4 separate regions of the Mus musculus genome follow, and all the other regions are linked to region 3. The links are chromatin contacts, called in public ChIA-PET and promoter capture Hi-C maps. All regions are on one chromosome and are shown on one strand. The core of a region is the stretch at or near the end of the contact, and the rest is flanking DNA. Distances in the headings are between cores, read along the strand shown. Region 1 holds the start of Tmem183a (transmembrane protein 183A). Region 2 holds the start of Mdm4 (transformed mouse 3T3 cell double minute 4). Region 3 holds the start of Lax1 (lymphocyte transmembrane adaptor 1). Region 4 holds the start of Ppp1r15b (protein phosphatase 1, regulatory subunit 15B).

Evidence for each region. Promoter capture Hi-C pulls out the DNA fragments that hold promoters and counts their contacts. ChIA-PET counts read pairs in DNA pulled down with a chosen protein or histone mark. Capture Hi-C pulls out chosen DNA fragments and counts their contacts.
Region 1: a promoter capture Hi-C map of liver shows a contact between it and region 3, with 6 times the contacts expected there. The contact joins the promoter of Tmem183a here to the promoter of Lax1 in region 3. A contact is called at or near these places in 1 of 39 promoter capture datasets (liver) and 3 of 115 datasets of contacts at active chromatin or transcription factors (effector CD8 T cells, memory CD8 T cells and pancreatic cancer cells).
Region 2: a contact with region 3 is called in a promoter capture Hi-C map of pancreatic islet. The contact joins the promoter of Mdm4 here to the promoter of Lax1 in region 3. A contact is called at or near these places in 2 of 484 Hi-C or Micro-C datasets (B cells and CD4 T cells), 4 of 115 datasets of contacts at active chromatin or transcription factors (the 230-238 cell line, memory CD8 T cells and pancreatic cancer cells) and 1 of 9 other capture datasets (pancreatic islet).
Region 4: an RNA polymerase II ChIA-PET map of memory CD8 T cells shows a contact between it and region 3, with 50 read pairs. The contact joins the promoter of Ppp1r15b here to the promoter of Lax1 in region 3. A contact is called at or near these places in 3 of 39 promoter capture datasets (hippocampal neurons and pre-B cells), 10 of 115 datasets of contacts at active chromatin or transcription factors (the 230-238 cell line, bone marrow-derived macrophages, effector CD8 T cells and 7 more) and 1 of 9 other capture datasets (liver).

The regions. Positions count from the first base shown.
Region 1 is chr1:134,360,215-134,363,273 of GRCm38.p6, forward strand. It overlaps Tmem183a (transmembrane protein 183A), which reads right to left and starts at 1,785. Exons shown (of 8, transcript NM_020588.2): 1 at 1,548-1,785; 2 at 1,320-1,409; 3 at 543-710. The coding sequence starts at 1,656.
Region 2 is chr1:133,023,926-133,026,729 of GRCm38.p6, forward strand. Mdm4 (transformed mouse 3T3 cell double minute 4) reads right to left here and starts at 1,491. Exons shown (of 11, transcript NM_001302801.1): 1 at 1,323-1,491. It also overlaps the pseudogene Gm29257.
Region 3 is chr1:133,688,763-133,691,476 of GRCm38.p6, forward strand. It overlaps Lax1 (lymphocyte transmembrane adaptor 1), which reads right to left and starts at 1,346. Exons shown (of 6, transcript NM_001159649.1): 1 at 1,047-1,346; 2 at 59-242. The coding sequence starts at 144.
Region 4 is chr1:133,129,837-133,132,605 of GRCm38.p6, forward strand. Ppp1r15b (protein phosphatase 1, regulatory subunit 15B) reads left to right here and starts at 1,330. Exons shown (of 2, transcript NM_133819.3): 1 at 1,330-2,769. The coding sequence starts at 1,911.

The DNA of each region.
Region 1 (3,059 bases), core at 535-3,034, 670 kb after region 3:
TCTGACCTGAGGGTGCCAGGCATACAAGTGAAGCACACACATACATGCAGACACTCATATTCAGTTCCTCAAAAAAAAAAAAAAAAAGTAAATAAACAAAACTTAAAACGTTAAGTCGGAAATTTTCTGGAAAATGTGTACACACACGCACACACATATAATATGTATGTATACATCCCTAACAGAATTTTAAAAAGTGTAACTAATGTTGCTGTTAATTTTTGTATCATGGAAAAGAAGGTTATGGGGCTGGAGAGAAAGCTCAGCAATTAAGAGCACTGATTGCTCTTCCAGAGGTCCTGAGTTCAATTCCCAGCAACCACATGGTGGCTCACAATCATCTGTAATGGGATCTGATGACCTCTTCTGGTGTGTCTGAAGACAGCAATGGTGTACTCACACAGACTAAATAAATCTTTAAAAAAAAAAAAAAAAGGTTATCACCGACAATCACTAGTTCCTTGTAGATCTCCCCTCACATTGAAGAGCGACAGCATCCATCACCACAGACAGAGCTCAGTGCTCAGGAAAGCAACCCGTACCTTTATGTCTCTTGCTCTTCTTTTTTCTGGAGACTGATCTTTCCTGAGTGCTTTCTTCCTGGGCATCCATCTCATCACTGCTGTCCAGGATGTCACATGGCTCACCCACCCCGGAAAGAGCCTCCTCGGCAGGAACCTGGGACGCTTCCAAGCCACAAAGAGATTTTACTAGGAGGAAACAAGGAGAGAATGAAACGCACTTGGTCCCATCTGCAAAAATCTTGAAAGCAAGACAAACATAACAAAAAAAAAAACAAAAAACCCAATATGCCAAAGAAATGGAAGTCAACTGCATGGTAAAATATGCACAAACTACCAAAAAAAAAAAGGGGGGGGGGACTGGTATCAAGGAGTGGCAGTGGAAATTAACGAGTACAAAAAGTTGTGTGGGATTTTGTTCTTGTTTTGGTTTGGTGGTTCTTCTGAGACAGGACCTCACACTTGCTAGGTAAACCAGGCTAGCCTTAAACTCACAGAGATCCACCTGTCTCTGCCTCCCCAATGCTGAGATTAAAGGAATGCCCACCGCAGCTGGTCACAAAGTTGGTTTTAACTCAAAGAGGAAACAAAACCATTTCGGCTCCGGAACCTGCTGATCCTGGCTACACACACCCATCCCATCCAGGATACGAAACGAGAAAGTAAACAGTGGGAAGAGCAAACACGTTCATGACCCAAAGGTCAGTAGAAAAAACACCGGGACGCAATTCCAGGTAAATACAACACCCAATGCTGTCTCTTAAAAGCTTGGGCCTAAAAAGACCCACGAAAGCCTACCTTCCTGCTGAATAGCGTTGGCCACGGCTTTCTTGACCCGTCCAGACCTCACCACCGCCGGATCCGAGTTGGCATAGTCCGCCACGGTCACTGAAACAGAGCAAAGCGCCAAGGCCTCCTCAGACTCGAGGCAAAGTCTCCGCCACCGCTCCCCGCCGGGTCCCGCCGCGCCCGCCCCGGCCGCCCAGCCCGCCTTGGCCGCCCAGCCCGGCCCCGCCCCTCGCCCACCTCGGCCCGAGCAGGCGTCGTGGGCCCGGAACTTGAGCCGCTTTCCTCTCTTGGGCATGGTGACGGTGTCCCGATGAGGCCCGCCTAGCTGGCCGGAGCCCCGGGCCATGTCTCGGCCCCGAGAGCCGGCTCCCGGAGCCGCAGAGCACCTCCACCCGGCTCTGCGGCCATCCCCGCACCGAGGCCGCGGCTATCGCGAGGACTTCGGCGAGGGCTCTGGGTCCCGTTGATTGCCGACGCCCCTCTCGGGGAGCCAATCGCCTCCGGGGCCCGGTGACGTCATCACCCGGCGCCCTCAGCCGCAGCGGAGGCCAGGTTCCCAAAGCGGAGCGGGCTGTAGGACGGGGAGTGCGTTGTCACCGTCTTCATCACCGTCTTCTCTGGGGCGTTTGGTCCTCCAGACCGCGTTCTTTAGAACTAATAATTTACATCGTGGTCCACTTCAGCATCTAGATTGCATATATCTTGTTTTCGTCATTCTCTCTTTCCCACTTACGTCAAGTAACCTGAACGTAAATATCAAAGCGGTCGCTATAATTTTGCTTACAAAGGCTTTGAAATTCTCTCTGCAGATCAGTGGCTAACTCCTGTAATCCCAACACAGAGAAAGGATCAGAAGGTGAGAGTCATCCTCGGTTCGTAGCCAGCTGGGCTACAAGAGATGCTGCCTGAAAAATGAGTAAATGTCTGAATTCTCAAAGTAGAAGAGATTCTTAAAAGGTTTCCCATCACCATCATCCGAGCAAATTCTAGAAGGATAGATGAGAACATATAATTCCTTTGTATTAAAAGAGAAGTCCCGTGTTGTGTCTTTTTTTCTTCTAATTCCCTTTCAGCTCCCAAAGTGTTAACAGTCCCTGGCTTAAGAAACAGTCCTTTTGACCCAGGCAACCCAACTGGCTAGATCTACTCAGAGAGTGCCCTATAAGACACCTCAAAGGGGTCTCCATTTTATTCTACCTAGTACTGTGCACAGAAGTTCATAAAGAGCAAACCACATAACTTACTAGAATTATGAAACAGTCTACCACCAGGGATCATAGAATAAGGCTTGGATCACTTGGGAATGATAACTGAAACAACATAATTGGTTATAATCATGCTCTAATTTATCTAGAATTATAACAGGAAGCAAAGGTCTAACAGCCTATAATTGTTCTAAATAATTTTCCATGTATACATAATTAATGTCTGTAGTTGAGTTCAAAATACAGCTGGTCAGCACAGAGCCTTCTCATCTCACGTTACCAGTAAAAATTTAATGAGGCTTTCATGCATGTAGATCTCTGCTCATGTGACACTCTTTAATACTCACACCCAGGAGTCCAAAGGGAATCAAAGATGCAAGAGACTCAGGCCCTATTAATAAACCACTAACTGCTTTAAAAACATAAGGATTTTAGCTGAAATGTTCTCTCATTTTAATCCTTTGGAATGAAAAACATGCTAGTTACACCAAAAAAATTTCTCTTTCAAATTTTGATTGAAAAAAATCTTAAACAAGATTTCTTG
Region 2 (2,804 bases), core at 241-2,740, 660 kb before region 3:
GCTAGAGAAAGGACTGAAGGAGCTGGAGGGGTTTGCAGTCCCAAAGGAGGAACAACAATATGAACTAACCAGTACCCCCAGAGCTCCCTGGGACTAAACCACAAATCAAAGAAAACACATGGTGGGACTTGTGTCTCTAGCTGTATATGTAGCAGAGAATGCCCTAGTCGGTCATTAACGGGAGGTAGGGCCTTGGTCCTGTGAAGGTTCTTTGCCCCAGTATAGGGGAATGCCAGGGCCAGGAAGCGGGAGTGGGTGGACTAGTGAGCAGAGGGAGGGAGAGAGGATAGGGGATTTTCGGAGAGGAAACTAGGAAAGGTAAATAAAGAAAATAGCTAATTAAAAAAAACGAAACAGGAGTTGTTTGTGGTCTTGACCAGTACAGTAAAAGAATACTGAAAGTAATACTTTGGACCTAAACAAACTTTTTTCCTAGCAGAAATGTATGAAGGAGGAGACTAAACTTGGATATGCAGCAACTGACAGCATTATTAAACGTTTCAAATATCTTTGACACATGTCGTGCCTGTCATTAGGTAGAGGTTCCTAATCCACAAAGACCTTTCTTGAGTAGGACAAGACAGGCATTGTTTTATCCAGATGTGTCATAATAAGAGTGGTGTCAAAATCTGGGGATGTACAAGCATCGTTGGGTGGTGTGCTAATTAAAGTTCATATTCGTGGTCCCGGTGAGGTAGAGGAGCAGGCTGTTTTGGAGGCAGGGGCAGATGACTGTGAATTTGAGGTCAGCCTAGTCTATACAGCAAGCTCCGGGTTAGCCAGGGCCGGCCACAGTGAGATTCTGTCATAATAATAATAATAATAATAATAATAATAATAATGAGATTCTGTCTCAATAATAATAACACAACATATTCGTGAAGAATATTTTTTTAATTTTTTAAATGCCCCAGGTCCGTATGAAGACCGCAAACAAGTATCTTTCACACACTAAAGCAGACAATTTGCAGCCCTAGAAATTATTTAAATCTTAAGTCACGCCAATGACACTCTCCAGGTCTCTCTCTACGACTCCTTTCCTTCAAAGTGCCTCACCCACCCCGCAAAGTGGAAGAGCAAATAAAAGATCAACCCCTTCACTTCGCTTTCAGTCTGTTAACTGTGGACTCCGTTTCACCACACTCCATTTTCCTCCACCCCGGGGTCGAAGCGCCACCCTTCCCCCACAGCCCCTTCCACGGCCCCGCGGCCCACGCCGCCCTCCGCGCCCCAGGCTCCTCCCGCCCGGTTCCTAGCTCCGAAGCCTCCGGACCTTCTGTCCGCTCCCCCGGCCCCCCGCGGGCCAGACCCCAACACCACACCTTACGGCCGCTCCATGAGTCGCTCCCCCTCCTAGCTGGGGGAGGGGTGGCAGCCGGAGACCCTAAGGCCTGCACTGCATTTTGAAACTGCGAGCAACGGCAGCACCACTTCCGGCCTCTCAAACCCAGCGTTCGCAAGAGCTTCCGGGGAGGCCGGGGGAACCATAGAGCGGACCCTGGAGGACTAGAGAGCTAGAAAGGCTGAAGAATCTACCATTGAGTACACACTAGTCCGGGAAGAGAGCCTCCGGACCTCCGAGGTCAGACAGAGATAGTTTTCTATTTTATTTTACTATTGAGTCAGGGATTCTCTGTGTAGCTCTAGCTGTCCTGGAATTCACTATGTAAACCAGACTGCCTCCCGAGTGCTGAGATTTAAGGCTTGCCACAGCATACCTTGCTTGCATAAAGAGGTTTTGAAAGAAAATAGAGGCTGGTCGTGGTGGCGCACGCTTTTGATCCCAGCACTTGGGAGGCAGAGGCAGGCGGATTTCTGAGTTCGAGGCCAGCCTGGTCTACAAAGTGAGTTCCAGGACAGCCAGAGCTATACAGAGAAACCCTGTCTCGATCGAAAAAAAGCGCCGCAAGACCGGGGGGGGGGGGGGGGGGGGTTAAGCGAAAACCCTGCCACAAGAAGCGAAAGTATGAGCTGGGACGGCCCGCTGCCAACACGAAGATTGGCCCTCGCCGCATACACACAGTCCAAATTCGAGGAGGCAATAAGAAGTACCGTGCCCTGAGATTGGATGTGGGGAACTTTTCCTGGGGCGCTGAGTGTTGTACTCGCAAAACAAGGATCATTGATGTTGTCTACAATGCATCCAACAACGAGCTTGTCCGCACCAAGACCCTAGTGAAGAACTGCATCGTGCTTATTGACAGCACGCTGTACCGACAGTGGTACGAGTCCCACTATGCACTGCCCCTGGGCCGCAAGAAGGGGGCCAAGCTGACTCCTGAGGAGGAAGAGATTTTAAACAAAAAACGATCAAAGAAAATTCAAAAGAAATATGAGGAAAGGAAAAAGAATGCCAAAATCAGCAGCCTCCTGGAGGAGCAGCTCCAGCAGGGCAAGCTTCTCGCCTGTATTGCCTCACGACCAGGCCAGTGTGGCAGAGCAGACGGCTATGTGCTCGAAGGCAAGGAGCTGGAGTTCTATCTGCGGAAGATCAAAGCCCGGAAAGGCAAATGAGCCTCATGCGTAGTGTAATAAAGGTGTCTGCTGTTCTATTAAAAAAAAAAAAAAAAAAAAAGACAACTTCCATATCCCATCTCTAGTCTTCTCATTTCCCTACAAGCTAACCCTTCCTGATCCTTTGACTACTTTTCTTTTTTTTGACATGTCAATGAGCCAGCTTACTCCCTGGTCGTTATTTTCTGGACAAGAATTTGTGTTAAGATGTGGATCCCAGAAAGAGATGTTTTTTGAGACAGGGTGTAGCCCTGGCTGTCTTGGAACTCACTTTGTAGACCAGGCTGGCC
Region 3 (2,714 bases), core at 96-2,595:
TAGACCATTCCTGTAGGAGATCAGGGGACCCTGGGGCTCACTTTCCCAAAGCACTCACCCCTGCAGGCTGCCAAGAGTCCCCTGCCGAGTGCTGGGCTCTGAGTTCCTTCTTGTGACCTCTGGAGGGGCCGGGGTGCTGTACATCACTGGACCTCTGAGGGGCTTTGCAGCTTCTAAGCCTTTTCAGTGTCGTGACTGACTAGCCAGTATGGCTTCCACTTTTCTTAGCTCTTTCTAAGTTGCTGATTCATAGAGGGGAAAAAGGGTAAACTGGTATGCATTTTGCATATAATCACCTTTTAAAAAAAAAGTAGATAATAGAATGACAGAAAATTCTCCAAATCCCTATGTATTCCAAATTGTATCATTTTGTACTATTGAAATTTCTTATTTAAGTACCCAAGATGATATATATATATATACATATATATATATGTATATATATATATACACATATATACACATACATATACATATACATATACATATACATATACATATACATATACATATACATATACATATACATATACATATATGGGGGGTGTAGGATCTTGAACTCTGATCCTCTGCCTCTGCTCCCTCAGCACTGGGATTTCCAGGTGTGCACCACCGCACTCATGAAGGTGGTTCTGGAGCTGGAACCCCAGGGCTTCGAGTACCTCATGCAATGCAGCCACCTCCCAGTCATTCTTCCTAGATCATATTCACCAAGGTTCTCACATACAAAACTGGTTTTTAGTTTTTGTTTCTTTCTGAAGCTTTTAATCTTCTGTTCTAGAATGTTCTCCCAACAAACTGCCTTCTTTGGGCTGGTGCGATGGCTCTGCAGGTAAAGGTACTTACTGCCAGTTTAATGACCCAAGTTTACCCTCTGCATGCATAGTGGAAGGCAAGAACCGGTTCCTACAAATTATCTTCTGATCTTCCGAGACACACACACACACACACACACACACACACACACACACACACACAGAACGGCTGTACCACCACTACTACTACTAACAGCAACAACAATAGTAATAAGACCCAAACCTCCCTACCTTCACCTGAAATTCCAGGCTGAGTTGGTAGAAGGTTCATCAGAGTTGGTCTACTGGAGGTGGCCACAATGCCCACTGCAGGAGCCGTGCTCTTTCTCACCCAGCTGTCTGTGCTCCCAGTGTGAAGCAGTAGGGCCACTCTCTAGTTTCTGCCAGTTGATGGAAACATGAGGGGCCTGTGGGGGAGTAGGGAGGCGACTGTCAAGAGGCCCAGCGTTTTCGTGAGAAAATCTTCTTCCTCCAACCCCCAGGGCAGTGTGAAAACAGCAAACCACTCTGGCAGAATGGAAAGTCGCTGACAGGAAGCACCCTCCACCGGTGTGCTAATAAGGCCAGGGCACAGGAAATGCTCCGCTCAACCCAGACAGCAGGAAACCCACCTTCAGCCCTCCTGTTCCCCACAGGCACTCTGGCATCTGGGGCCCATGTGGTTGAAGAGTCAGAGACATGACTATTCACCCTGTTTTTCTGAGTGTTAAAAACCTCTAGGGTCAAAATTCGAAGGTTCAAGACAATGTGCTTGCGTAGCTATTGTCATTGGTTATCTTTACTTATTTATGCTTTTCACATCTATTTACTGTGTCTGCACACATGCCGTGCCACATGAGTGGGGGTCAGAGAACACTGGAGGGAGTGTGTTCTTTCCTACTTACTGTGTTGGTCTCAAGAGTCAAACTAGGGTGTTGGACAGAGGCAAGTGTTTGTATCCAATGAACCATCTTGCACACTATGTTTTTTTTGTTTTTTGTTTTTGTGAGGCAGATCTCCCTTCAGAGGTCAAGTTGACTGAACTCATAGTAGCTTCTTGTCTTAATGTCCCTGGTGATGTGCTTACAGGTGTGAATCAGGCTCAGGGCTCAGAATGGTTCTTACCCCTGCTCCCAACCCAAGACAGGGTTTCTCTACACATCCATGGCTTTTCTTTCTTTCTTTCTTTCTTTCTTTCTTTCTTTCTTTCTTTCTTTCTTTCTTTCTTTCTTTCTTTCTTTCTTTCTTTCTTTCTTCCTCCCTCCCTCCCTCCCTCCCTTCCTCCCTCCCTCCCTCCCTCCCTCCCTCCCTCCCCCCCCCTCTCTTTTTGGTTTTTCGAGACAGGGTTTCTCTGTATAGCCCTGGCTGGCCTGGAACATACTTTGTAGACCAGGCTGGCCTCGAACTCAGAAACCCGACTGCCTCTACCTCCTGAGTGCTGGGATTAAAGGCGTGTGCCACCACTGCCCTGTTCTGTATTTCACTACACAGGCCAGGCTGGCTGACCTCAAACTCTCAGAGGTCCTCCAGCCTCTGTCTCCTAAGGGCTGGGATTGAAAAAGTGTACCACCAATGCTGGCCTTAGAATGGTTCTTAGCAGATCTCAAAAGAGCTAGAATTAGTTGTTTAGAGAGCTGTACAGAGCTGGCACCCGCTTGTGGTTCCGTGGGTGGACTGGCTTCATAAATAGATCTTCTGCAGGTGATAATGCCAGAGGTGAGCTGAGTTTCATACTCTCAGAGCCTCTGTTCCGGTATCATAGTGGGAATGGAACCGAGCCCGGGTTACAGGGCCGTTGGCCACTGTTTCTTCCTCAGGGCTTCTGGTGAGGGGCTATCTGTTGCTGGCCTGGCTCTGCTGCAGCCAGTCCCAGTCCTGGGTAACCTCTCATTTCAGGTACTGCTGGGTTTCTCGCCAGCA
Region 4 (2,769 bases), core at 80-2,579, 560 kb before region 3:
GAACTGAAGCCCGAAGTAACTTATTTGCATACTCGGACCTCCTGCTACTATGAAAAAAACGACTCATTGCTAATTACGTTTTCCTAAAGCTTTTAGGATTAAGAAACCAGTTACTGCCAGACACAAGTAATAAGATGTTGTGGGGGCGTAAACAGTAAAAACTCTTGGTTTCAGGGAAGAAAGAGCTTGTTCCTTGCTCAACAAGTCATGAGGATCAGCTGACCCTCCCCCAGGGCAGCAAGATTCTCCTCCTTAGTGTAACCACTACGCTCTGTGATAGCCACTTGGTCTTTGCATTGTGGATTAAAATGAGAATAAGAAAGTGAACTAAAGACCAGGCATGGTGGTGCATGCCTTTAATCTCTTTGCTGGAGAGGAAGAGACAGAACTAATAAGTTCAAGGCCAGCCTGGTCTACATCGCCAGTTCCAAACAGTCAGGGCTCTGTAGAGAGACCCGGCCTCAAATAAACAAATAAATAGATAAGTAAGAAAAGAAAAAAATAAAAATAAAAAAGGAAGAAAGAAACCAAACTAGTAAGAGATAAATCAGCCAGTACTTGGTTGGAAGGCCGAGGCAGAAAGATTGTGGTTAGTTTGAGGCCAGCCTGAGCTTCATAGTAAAATCTGTTTCAAACAAACAAAATCCTCCCCTTATTACAGTAATTAAAATTAATCAGCCAATATTTTTCAGAGGACAAAAGTCACCAATGTGTTATCCTTCGCCGGATGCTCTACTCTGTGGCTCTTGTTACTGAGGAAATAAGTGAATTGAACGCGCTGTTTCTGAGTTAGTTAACAGTTATCTTCCCACCTGTGACTTCAGCTTGCTAGTAACACCGCGTTTTTCTTTCTGAGGGGTATTTTGTCAAATGGACCCTGAAAGATGTCCAAATTAGATCACAGGCAATGCTAGAGACTTAGAAATCCTAAAGCAGAGGGGACAGGAATGTGTGAGTGATTCAGTTTCACTATGATTCACTAGGGATGATGTGTGTCTTAGCACCAGGCGAGTTGGTTATACAGCACTGCCTACATCGTTTCACTCCAGTCTTCCTACGCCCTTAATAGGAGAAGACCGATACACGTGTCAGATAAGCGGATAATTTGCCTAGCAATCGGATCCATAAAAAAGGGCTCGGGAGAATTCTCGGGTTCTCTTGAAACCCACTCACCTCCCCAGCCATTCCCTTTGACCTAGAGGGTGGGGCGCGGAGTCTCCTAGGAGACCAGAATGAACTGACTGCGCAAGCGTACATCCTAGGTCCGGCTGATGCAACTCGCCGCGTGCGAGCCCCGCTCTACCCCGAGTAAGGAAGCCGACAGGGACCACAGACGCGGCCAATCAGAGGCCACGCACGAGGGTGAGGCAAGTCCGCCTCTCGGGAGGCAAGGGTGGGGGTTCGGCGAATGACGTGAGGCGCCGCTGGGCGGTAGGGAGTAGACGCCCTCGGTCCTCCGTCTCGCCCTGCAGCTTCCGGGTGTGCGGCTGCGGCCATTTTGAGCTTCGCTTCTTTGCGCCCTCGCCTGCCACCCAGCCACCCTTTCCGCCTTGGCGTTTCGCGCCTCCGTGCGGGCCACCGGAAACGCCGCCGTCGTCTCCGTCGCCGCCGCGCGAGGGAGGGTCTTCTCTATGGTGGAGCGATCTCACACGGCCTAGGACGTCTCCTTCCCTAGCCGGGATGGACCTAACCGCGGTCGCCACCGCTTGCGCGGGCCTCTGGGCCGTCCGGTGCAGCACTCGTTGCGGAAGCCGCCGCTCTCTGGGCCTCCTCTGCCGGCGCGGGAATCGGACTGCAGTACCCACTCCGTGGCTGGGCAAGGCGGAGACTGTGTAGACCTCGGATCCAGCCTGCGCTGACGCCGCTGAGCTCTGTCCTCCTCCTGTCTGAGAAGCCGCCAAGGAAAGGAGATGGAGACAGGAACGCACAGGGCCCGGAAGCGGCCTGGCCCTCGGCTGGGCTCCTGGTTCCGGCTGCCCTTCCTTCGGCGATCGCACGCCTGCTCTTCGGAGTTCCCGCCGCCTTCCTCTCGACAAAATCCCGGGAACTCCGCTCTGCCCGAGCGTCGGACCAGGTACTGGACCAAATTGCTTTCTCAGCTCCTTGCCCTGCTCCCTAGCCTATTCCAGAAGCTGCTGCTTTGGAGCCAGCTTTTCGGGGGCCTGATTCCTACCAGATGGCTAGATTTTGCCGCAAGTTACAGCGCCCTGAGAGCTTTGAGAGGACGGGAGGAATCTGCCGCTCCCACGGTGCAGAAGTCTCTGAGTTCACTGCGGCTGGACTCTTCGGAAGACTTGGTTGTCAGTTCTCTTGATTGGCTAGAGGAGGGACTCCAGTGGCAGTGCTCGTCCTCAGACCTGGAGTTAAAACTCAAGGCCCAGGAAAGAGCTTTAGACTCTGCAGCGCCCACTTTCCTCCTGGAGCAGCAGCTGTGGGGAGTGGAGTTGCTGCCCAGTAGCCTTCAAGCTGGTCTAGTCTCCCACCGAGAACTTGACTCTTCATCCTCTGGGCCTCTGAGCGTTCAGAGCTTAGGTAATTTCAAGGTAGTTTCCTATCTCCTGAACCCTTCCTACCTGGACTACCTTCCCCAGTTAGGGCTGCGCTGTCAGAGCAGCGCTGGAGGTGGCCAGTTTGTGGGTTTCCGAACACTAACCCCAGAGAGCTGCTATCTTTCTGAAGATGGTTGTCACCCTCAGCCGTTGCGGGCAGAGATGTCGGCAACCGCCTGGAGAAGGTGTCCGCCTCTCTCTACAGAAGGCCTGCCGGAAA